2 separate regions of the Anas platyrhynchos genome follow, and region 2 is linked to region 1. The links are chromatin contacts, called in public Hi-C maps. All regions are on one chromosome and are shown on one strand. Each heading gives the region's core, a stretch centred on a gene start, on an enhancer-like site or on the middle of the called end of the contact. The rest is flanking DNA. Distances are from core to core; before and after follow the strand shown. Region 1 has its middle 9.9 kb from the start of FBXO38. Region 2 holds the start of HTR4 (5-hydroxytryptamine receptor 4).

The links. Hi-C and Micro-C count contacts between places; a contact is called where the count stands out from the background.
Region 2: a contact with region 1 is called in a Hi-C map of liver, with 2.6 times the contacts expected there. The contact joins the promoter of HTR4 here to the enhancer-like site in region 1. A contact is called at or near these places in 2 of 8 Hi-C or Micro-C datasets (liver and subcutaneous adipose tissue).

Annotation. Positions count from the first base shown.
Region 1 is chr14:20,093,451-20,098,632 of IASCAAS_PekinDuck_T2T, reverse strand. No RefSeq gene overlaps it. Among named protein-coding and RNA genes, the nearest start is that of FBXO38, 9.9 kb to the left of the region's middle. Within about 2 kb of position 3,157, at least 2 of the 8 cell types and tissues checked have an H3K27ac peak or open chromatin away from gene starts, as enhancers often do.
Region 2 is chr14:20,271,848-20,277,029 of IASCAAS_PekinDuck_T2T, reverse strand. It overlaps HTR4 (5-hydroxytryptamine receptor 4), which reads left to right and starts at 2,148. Exons shown (of 8, transcript XR_003499460.3): 1 at 2,148-2,325.

The sequences.
Region 1 (5,182 bases), core at 1,908-4,407:
TTAAAAAAAAAAAAAAAAAGTCTACAACTCACAGACTCTCAGTACTTCTAAGTCTCACAGAAGATATTTGTAAGCTTTAATTTTCTGAGACATTTTCCATCCCAATTTATGTCAAAATTGGAAGCTAACTACATATGAAAACTAACTACATATCAAAAACTTGTAAACTTTTCAAAACTAAATGACTCTAAGGGAACAACTTATTGAACACCCATGTAGTTCCAAATAGAAACTACAGGACAAGAAAATTCCAAAACTAATGTACATACTGTTTCTTCTAGTTAACAACTTACATATTGCTTTTCCTGGATCTGCACGTACTTCTGTCAATATAGTTCCTATAAATTTTCTTCATGTATCATAAACTCCAACCTATCCCTATTTTCTTTCTAGAAAAATGTTTCTCCATACTTATAAGAAAGCTGGTACCTAATGAGTCTCACCTGCATCACCAAGTCAGCAGTAAGCGTTTTGCTCCTCTCCCCACAGCTGTTACTTGCTGGGGAAAAAGGATTCTGACATACCAGGTCTCTCTTATGTGTCAGTAATGTTTTCACCAAGGTTTAAATACCTTCCCCACACGTTTTCCTGTCTTCTTCACTTAAGAATATTCAATCAATGTTTGAAAGAATAACTTCTATTTTGTGAAGGCATGTACATACCCCTTTTCATCCTGAAAAAGCTAAAGAACATTTTACAAAATCTTTGGGATTAATGTTGCACTGATACTGTAAAATATATATATTTACTACTTATTACTAATACTTGCCTTTGTTGGCCTGTTTAATTGAAATACCACCCTACTACCTGTACCCATGTCATTACAGTTCATATCTGCACTGGTCATGTATTTGTCCATGAGACGTAATTTACATATAGAAGATTCTGGGATTACGTCTTCTCCCTTCAGGGAAGGTAGTCTCAACATGGATAATTACATACCTGTTTGCAATGGTTTAAAGTTATTCAAGCCATAGTGGTCTTGGCAGTAATGAGGTTTACAAATTAATGAAATCATTTCTCATGTTCTTTAATTATGGAAGGATTTATGGAAAAAAATATAGTCTGTAAGACAAAATTCGTGCTGTAGATATCCAATTGAAGAAAGTTAAGTTCATTAACAAGAGAAAGTACCTCTCTACTGGTATTTGAATAATGAATTGTATTTACAATTTCATAAATTGGAAGTCCTGCCAGATCATATGCTACCAAGGCATTTTGATTGCACTGAGTGGAATTGTCTCATCTTCCCTGACTATAAGTCACCCAGAGCTGTCTTCTGTTGCTCTGATTGATTAAAGCTGTTATAATTTCCTCTCATGAGAAAGAGGCCATTCAACTACCCAGTGAACATGTTCTAAATAGCTATTAATGTGCTTTGGTTGCTTGAAAACATGGAGGCATTGCTTAGAAATTCATATACATTACTGGCTGTTGTGAGAGATAGGTAAGGGCTGGGGCCAGGATGAGCCCCATTCATTACTTCTTGGGAATAGGGAGGGAACTCCCATGTTTTGTCATTCCCCTGTTAGGAAGGGTGTGAGTCCCTCCTTAACAACATCCTCAAGCCCTCCTGTGAAGTTGCACATAAGTCTATGAATGTAAGTGCAGCTCCAGCCCTTGCAGTGGTGGGCTTGTCCAATGCAGGAGCAGAAACCAGTTGCAGGGTGGAGAATCTGAGAGAATACAGCAGCAGAAACAAATCTGTCCGTCTTTTGTTATGCTCTGTGTTGCATGCAATCATCTTCTTTTCAGCTGTGCTCAGAAAGGGTATAGGTTTACAGGTGGGAGGACAGCATCAATGGATGTGCTGTGCTTCTCCCAGAAGATGGCAGCTCAGTGGCATGGATGGGAAAACAGCCTTCCCCGTGCCTACATGGCACTTCTCTACCCTCAGGTGCTGCTTCTGGGAGGTCTGAAGGAGCATGGTCACAACATGGCCAAGTTAGCAGAAGATGTATGTGACATACTTCTCTTTCAAGAGAGTCTGCTGTTCTTTGAAGAGACATTAACCTTTGGGCATGGGACACGAGACTTCTCATGCTTGTAGCTGATGTAGGCCTAACAGGAGGACAGCTTCATAATTACTGGTTCCTCTGACCAACTTGTACTGGAATTTTGAAGTCTAATAAACAAGGGAAATTAAAGGTCTTATTTCTTCTCAGTTTTTCAGATTTTAAATGTGTATCTACATATGTTTGCTCACATCTCAATAGTTTAACACAGCTCATGTCCCACAGAATTGGAAAAATGTGTCTCACATTTCTTGATCATTATCATGACTTCTTGTTTTATTTTTCCTGACAGATACATGTTTTTCTCTATGTGGCTTGTTAAACTCAAAAAAGGATTCTGTCTCTTTTAAGTGAGTATGTAGAATCCTACAACCATTTTTTCCAAGGAGAAAGAAAAAGTTAGTTCCTCACTTGTCAGGTTCTTTTCCTCCTCCAACAAGAGTATAGGACAATAATTCAGATACATAGCATATATTAACACAAATTTCTGTGGTGAAAATCAACTACATTAATAGAAGATTTCAAATAAGTATGACTTCCTGCACTAAAATGGGGAGTTTTACATGACATTAACATATAACAATAGCATGGTCTGTGATAATCTTGAAATAAAATTATCTGCAATGTCTAATTCTCTAGCATACAGAACTTTTCCTCCTCCACTTCTTTTGATCCAGAATCTGGAATTTAAAGCATGGAAATTGAAAAAACAAGCTTTTAAGATATCTCGTGACACATGGCTGAAATAAAGAATGCTAGAATTTTGCTAAGTGGTAAGAACTTCATAGGTGTTTTGGTGACGACATTTTATTTACCAGTTCTCTCTGCAACTACATGTTACAGAGCTTTATGTAGTAAGATCTTACTATATTAAGATGAAATACTTGAAAATGTCTTATGATTATATAGTCTGTATTTGAGACAATGAGGGCCTGTTTTTGTTTTTGTTGCTGTTGCTGTTGTTTTTGTTTTTCCCAAATACTTAATATTATTAAAAGATTGAGAAATACTGAATAATTGTAATAACTGGATACACTAAACAGGCATGAGATAAACTTTGAGCTGTTTATTGTAAACAGCCTGAGCAGTATCACACTGTTTTTAGGGCAGGGTTAGAATCCAGCTCTCCAGGCTGACCAGACACTGATACAACCGTAATGAGGTCAGTTGAATGTGAACTATATTCCATTATACTTCACCGTTCAGTCATCTGGTATTATCTTCTGTTCAGAGACATGGAATTCTGGTATGATCTAAAGAATGCTTTATGCAATAGCAACTACAGTTGCAATTGCCAGTACAGCTGGCAATTTTTCATGTTGCCCTCGATGTCTTTAAGAAGGTAATTGGTAGTGTAGGAGTTTGGTTCTGGCACAGCCATATGGTTCTGGTATCTATGATGCTTTGATTGAAGTGACAATATTCCACCTCAGCAGTTTGCCTTCCAGGTCAATCTCTAAGATACCTGGGACGGGGCTCATCACTTACACTGAGCACGTAGAGCACCAGTGCTCTTCCTCCTCTGTACTTGTGTGCAAGAACAATGACAGTAACAGCAATATTAGAAAATAAAGTTTGCCCTTTATGGACAGGTGAAATAGTTTTATTATAGCACTGTTATTCTCTTTTTCAGGAATCCAAGCCATCTGATTTTCAGGCCTGTATTTCATTATGTCTTCTCTTAAAAGTTAAAAAAGTGCATCAGAAGACCATACCATGAAGACTCTTCCTTCTCCATACACACATACATTTATAGATAGATAGATAGATAGATAGATAGATAGATAGATAGATGGATAGATAGATACCTCAATGACACATCAGGTTTTTTTCGGAGTAGAGTTTTGAAAACTCTAGTCCTCTATCAGTGCAAGGAGATCTGCTCTATTTTTCCATTCTATGCCAGTATCTGGCTCTCTCTATTTTATTTTCTAGTAAGCAGGATCTGAGTGTGTTTCATCAGCTCACTCAAGCTACATATATTTTTCCTTCCCCATATTTCTATGTCATTGCTACATTGCACAAACTTGATTGTCCAGATTGTCAGGCTACTTCAGCATTTTTTTTCAGATGTCATTTACAGCAACATGCAAATCATATTCTTTGCTCTGGTATGTGGCAAAAGCTGGTGTGGTTCTCAGCATTCTCTGTAGCTGTAGACCATCACATGATGCTAGCATGGGCAGAAAAATAGCACAAGCATACCATGTTGGAGAGTATTGCTCTCCAGCTACTTTCTACTACTCTTTTATGTCAGAAATGATGAGAAAAGAATTAGAGTCCCAGGAGTCTGGCATCTGTGATGGATGTATATACTGTCTATTTTAGGCTTAGACTTAGACTTACAGGGCTCTCAATCACCCCTGTGGATGTCCAATGGCTCCATAGGAAACTTAATTATCTTAGGTTTGATTCACACACACTAGTGCTTAAATATCTAAATATACGAAAGCAGGTGGTGTGAATATCCACTTTGGATGTAACAGGCCAAGCCAGAAGACTTGGGATATTTATTATTTAATATTTTTATAAAATATTAATATAATATTCAATATATTATTGGGATATATACTTGGGGATATTGGGAAATATCCCCAAAATTGTCTGCTGGATTTTTTGATGTTGTGATGAAACATCAGAGTTTGACTTTGTTTTCCCAACTTAATCTTTCTCACTCAAGACATTGTCATGCCCTGTTCTTAGAGACTTTTAGGTTAACTGTGCCGATCCAGAAGCCTTTGAACTTTGAAAAAATTTTACCTCATCGATTTGTGTTCCTACAGCCTAATTGCTGGGGCCTGCAGTTAAACAGAATGCATAATAGTGCTGACTTTAATCTGTGTACAAGGATAGGCAGAAGAATTTCCTGCCACCATCCTCCATTAATTCCTGTCATTCAGTATGAAAAGAATTAGGTTCCTTACCTTTCTCATCTTACCTCTTTTAACAGGAAACAACTCCGTCTGATGAAAACTGGTATTTCTTGCTGGCAGATTTTTTTTTCCTGCAACTGGTTCATCTTTAGTTTCACCATCTGCCTACATGTTCATGCCTTGTGCATGTCCTACTCAAAAAAATACCAGGCAGGGCTATCTGACTAGCTTCTTCCACTGGTCCATGCACACAGCCCTTAATCTTGCTGTTCCTCCAGAAGTCATGGACACCTG
Region 2 (5,182 bases), core at 899-3,398, 180 kb before region 1:
TTAAATTTTTGTAGGCATCCCATTTGTGCTGAATAAACTCTTTGATAATCCTGGAGAGCGATTTGCATGAAAAGGAGTTGTGCTCTAATCTGTCCCAAAGCTATGACATGCTCTGTTCTTAGGGTGCAGAAGCACCCCAAAACAGGAGGGTCTTGCAGTCTGCCTCCTTCATGCACCCTTCCCCACCATCCTTGGCTCTTGATCCTGATCCTCAGGGAGATCCCAGCTCAGAACAACTGTGAAGGGAAGTGAGCTCCGAGGGCTGCAGTCCTGTCTGGAGGAGCTACAGCTGCGTGCTACTGTGAACAGAGAGCAAACCAAACCAGTACTGAGTGAGCAGGAAAGTAGAGGAGCTATAACAAGGAGTTGTCCAGAAAAATAGTACTACAGAGAAGACGAAACCAAATTGTTTCAGGACAAACTTTCAGTTTCAAAATGACCTCTCTCAGCTCCATCCAGCCCAGCCCTGTCCACTCTGGCCTCGGTGGTGCAAGTCTGAGAAGCCAAAAGGTGACAAGGTGTTGCTTCAGGGATTTAATCCCAGTCCTACTTTCCTTAATGTTATTCTTAATCTGCCTTTCAGTTACTATAGTGATGAACAAATGCATGCAACAAACACGACGCCTGGCAGCCTGGGAAGCATGTTTTCTGGCTGTGGCTGAAAATACCGCCAAATTTTCAGAGAAGGCAGTTGAAAGATCTGTCAAAAATCCTCAGATCCTTAAAAAATGTTTCTTATCAAACAAGTTGATAAGAAACTGTTTAATATGCATTTGTTTTTGGAAACTTGACATGTCAGCAAGCAATGTATATTTTACATTGTTGGGCGCTCTGGTTTCTCTGCCTCTGCACACCTTTGAAAATGTCCCATTTCCAGGTGGAAGGACCCAAATACAAGACATGAAACAAATAGCTACAAACAAAATTACTTCTCTGAGCCTTTGTGTGCTCTGGATCACCCTGTCCCAGTACAGTTCTCCTCTGAGAAGCAGCAGCCTTTAGGGTTCCCCATGCCGCCCCTCGGGGCATCTCACAAAGCCCACGAGGCATTGTGTGAGCATGGTGCTCTGCCTGAGCCCGTGCCGTGGATCTCACTCAGCAGCCTCAGCTTCCCAGAGTCAGATCAGCCAACGTTTGTAGCCCCACGACTTGGGTTTCAGTTTGTGAATTACCTGTCTCAGCAGTGGCTGTTGTGCATGTTTCTTAGGGCACAGCACGGAGCCCATGTTGTTACACAGAGGGAAGGGAGGACCGTGGTCTCACGGAGACCCAGAGGCACTGGAGGTGGAGGGAATCCTGCCAGACCCTGGGGATGCAGCCAAAACCGAGTGCTGGCAGGTGGAAAACTACCGCTTCACTTCCAAAAGCAGGTCTGGTCAGAAATCCTCCCTGCAGCTGTCGGCTCACGGCCGCGTGTATACATGAGATGTTTACAGGCAATGTCCAAGTGACTGCGCACTGCAGCTTGAAACCCTTAATGTCCCCAAAACCCGCAAGTTCAGATCCGGGTGTGGGGGCGAGCACACCTGAAGATGGAGCTGCTCAGGTCCTGCTTTTATGCTCAGTCCGTTATTGCAATAGTCACTTTAAAAACCGTGATGATGAGCTGCCTGTGGTGGCCACTTCTGCCAAGACAGAGGGTTTTAGGGTCACAGGGCCGGATTTTCAGCTGCCAATGCTCTCCTGATGCCAACGGAGCTGGGCTGACACCGCAAGTGAAAAACGGGCTCCCAACATCTCCCAGGGCTCTGCTCCGCGCTTTTCTCACCCGGGGGGGACAAACCCCTGAAGCTGGCTTGGAAGTGAAGCTCCTGACGGCCTTTGCCGGGATCGGGGGTGGGGGATTTGGGGTCCCACTCGACCCGGGGGGTGTCCTGCAGCTTGGGAATCCAGGGGGGGGCGAGGCGGCAGCGGGACGGGTGCAACTTTGCGCGCCAGAGTTGGGGTGCGCAGGGGGGAACCGGCGGGGACCGGGGCGGGACAGGGGGAACCGGCGCGGTCCGGGGGGGACCGGGGAGGGTTGAGGGCCAGGTGGGAGACTGGGGGGGCCGGGGGCCGGGCCGGGGCGGGCCGGGGGCCGGGGGCGGGCGCTCCCCGCGGGCGCGGAGCGGGGGGGCGGGGGCAGCGCGCTCTGCGCTGCTGCCGCTCCTCGGCGGGCAGCGCCGCAGCCCCGCGGGCGGCCGACGGTCACCCCCGCGCACCCCGTCAGCACACCTACAGCCCCCGCTGGCACCGGCCCGGGCATCCCGTCTTGCCCCGCCGCCGCGATGAGGAGGCGCACCGCCTGGGGAGCCGCGCCGTGCGCCCGGCTCCGGCTCGGCGCTGGTAAGGCGGCGGCACGGCCCCGGGGCAGCCCCGGGGAGCTGGGAGCGGGGAGAGAGGGGATCGAGGGTCGGGGAGATCCAGGGGGACGGGGCTGGACGGGGGGCGGACGCCGGCGGGACTCGGACTCGTGGGGTCGGTCCGGAGCTGCCGTCCCTCGTTCTGCTCGGGGCTGGCTCCGTGCGCTGCACCTGTGTGAATGCACCAGCCCGCTTCGGGGGGTGAAGGCGGTGTGCGCCCTGATCCGGTGTGCAGCCACACTCAGTGTGCACCCAGACTTGTGTGTCGTGGCTGTGCCTTTGTATGTGGCATTATGTGGGCATCTGCGGGTGCCCGGAGCGTCGGTGTTGACTTGTGCCGTTGCTTTTGTTGGTGTAGCTGGGGGGGAAGGCTGAGGTGTGTGAGTGCAGACAGCCAGCGAGGTAGGAGCACCCCCCTCGGGGTTCCTACTGGGATTTGTTATCAGAATGCGTGCCACTGCATCTGTTCAACTAGTGATATTCTGCAAACTGCTGGAATTGTCAGCGGTGACCCACAAGAAGGAGAAAACCAGTATTCCAGCTGGGACAGAACAGGAGCCTGATGCCACTGAGAAAGTTACCAGGGAGAGAGACTTGTCGGTCTTTGCAGGAATAGGAAATATTACTTAAGTGATGTTGAAGGAAGATGTTTTCCAGGAGCAGAGCTGTTGGAATTCAGATAGCTCTGTGCTCTGACAGCCACGTCCTGGGGTCCACAGTGCAAAGCTTTCCCTGTCACATCCAGGCTGTCCAGGCTCTGTATCCATTCCAATCCCATGGCACTGAGGCTACGTGTTTCTTTGCTGCTGAACATCAACCTTGCTCAGACTTACTCCAAAGATGAGGGAAGTTAGCAGGTGTCCTATTCATTTCTAAGTGCATTCAGGTACTGGGAAAGGAGCCAATTTGTGGATCTGATGCGAGGAGGGATGGAGCTGTGTCTGAATGAAAAACTTGTGTCATTTCCTCAAACCCCCAAAGCATCTCGCCTAGCTCCAAAACAAACTTCCCCTATGGAAACTTTGTAGAAGGGTGAGTAATTAAAACATTACACAGCTGTAAGTCTCTGCTGCTTTGGGGCATCTAGGAAGGAGATTGGTCCTGGCTGATGGGCTTTAAGCTCCCAGACAGCAGTGGCAGTTGGCCTGGACCGTGCTTTGAAGTGTGTGATGTCATTATGATATCATTTCTTTTTAAAAATCAAATGGTTTTCTTTTAATTGGAATATTGTGCTGTGTTTCTTGGAGGAGAATGGTTTCCTCTGCCCTGTGTTACAGCAGTTGGCTACTTTTGCTTGGGATAGCAAAGGCAAGGTGGACTTTTCTACAAGGTTGCTTGGAGTTTGCTCAGGGGTGATGGATAGCCTGGGACATGGGCAGTCTCCAGGGAGGCAGCACGGGGTTTTGCAGAGCGCTGCGCAGAACAGCTCCGGGGGCAGGCGAGTGGCGAAGGATCTGTGGGCATGCTCCAGGCAGGAGGGAACCCGTCTCCCCATGGGGCTCGCCCCAGGAGGGGGACCCCTTGCAGTGTGCGAGTAGCAGCACCTGCCTTCCAGCCTCTGGAAAGGTCTTCGCTGTTTCCTTTTTCCTCTCCCAGCCCGACCTAAGCACCGTCAATACTGTCCAGTAACTGAATTGAAAAACAAACATATGAGTGAACCTGTTTGTTTGCCTAAATAATAAGTATTTACACACCAAGGTACATTTATTCTATTTCTTTAAACAGTCCCCTGCTGGGGATAGACTTAAATAGTTTAATTTCCCCAGGACTTTGTAAACACAGATTTAAAAGTGGCAGGAGCAGCACGCTGAGTGTGCCTGTCCAAGCTCTCTAGGAAGCCTCCAAAGTTGCATGCACAGCTCCTCTGTGCCAGCTGCGCTCCCACGGGTGCCATTGGTGCTTCGCTGCCGCTGTGGCTTCCCCATGCTCTGGAACCAGCTGGCACATCTCCAGGTTTCCACCTTTGCTCCCCTCTTGCAAGTAGTGCCTATCTCCAGGTAATCTGAGGCAGAACAAAGAACAAGGGTCTAAGTCCTCTGGGTGAGAGCTGCCCGCCTACATCGAGAGGCAGGGGTTGCCAGAGGAAGGCAAGGAGCAATGCCTCCCAGAAACAGAGAGAGGTGGTTCGACAGGGCATAGAGAAGTGCAGGAAGGTCATGGTGAGAAGGATGCTGGAAAGGAGGCAGGAATACCCCACCGCTCCTCTGAGGACCCCTTTGGGCTCTGATGTTTTCTGTGCTCCTCCATCCTCAGCCGGAGACAGCAGGATGCAGTGCCTGGGGGGATGCAATGACAAGGAGGGGGCCCAGATTCCGGTCCTGTGGTGCTCTAGGGGGGGTGGAAGGAGCTGAGAGCCTTGTGGTGTGGACAGCGGGGTCCTCTGCAGGGGCTGAGCATTCTTCCTGCTATTTCCCTTGCTGTAGGAACAGCAAGGGAAGGTCTGGAGTGTGTGCCAAGGAGGTGGAAGGAGGAAACATATTGCCTTGCACATCAAACTGTCACGCTACACAATATGGAAATCTTTGTTGTGGGTTTGTGTTTGAAACCAAAGCTGGCATTGGTGTGAAAAGTGGGGGGCTGCTGTGCTGTCCTTTCAGCACTTGCTGGTGAATGGGAGTGGAGAATTGGGGTAGGGTGATGGCCCCAGGCCTGGTCCCGTGCCCAGCCTGTGTGAATGGCAGCACTCTCAGTAATTCGTCATGCAGCCCTGCTGATTCACACTGCCATGGGATCTAGCACAAAGCCTGTAGTGCACCTTGTAGAAACACAGAGTTCTGCAGCTAAACATCTTGCCGAGCAGTGTGCCAAGTCAATAGAGCCTTGTGTGTCAGGGCATAACA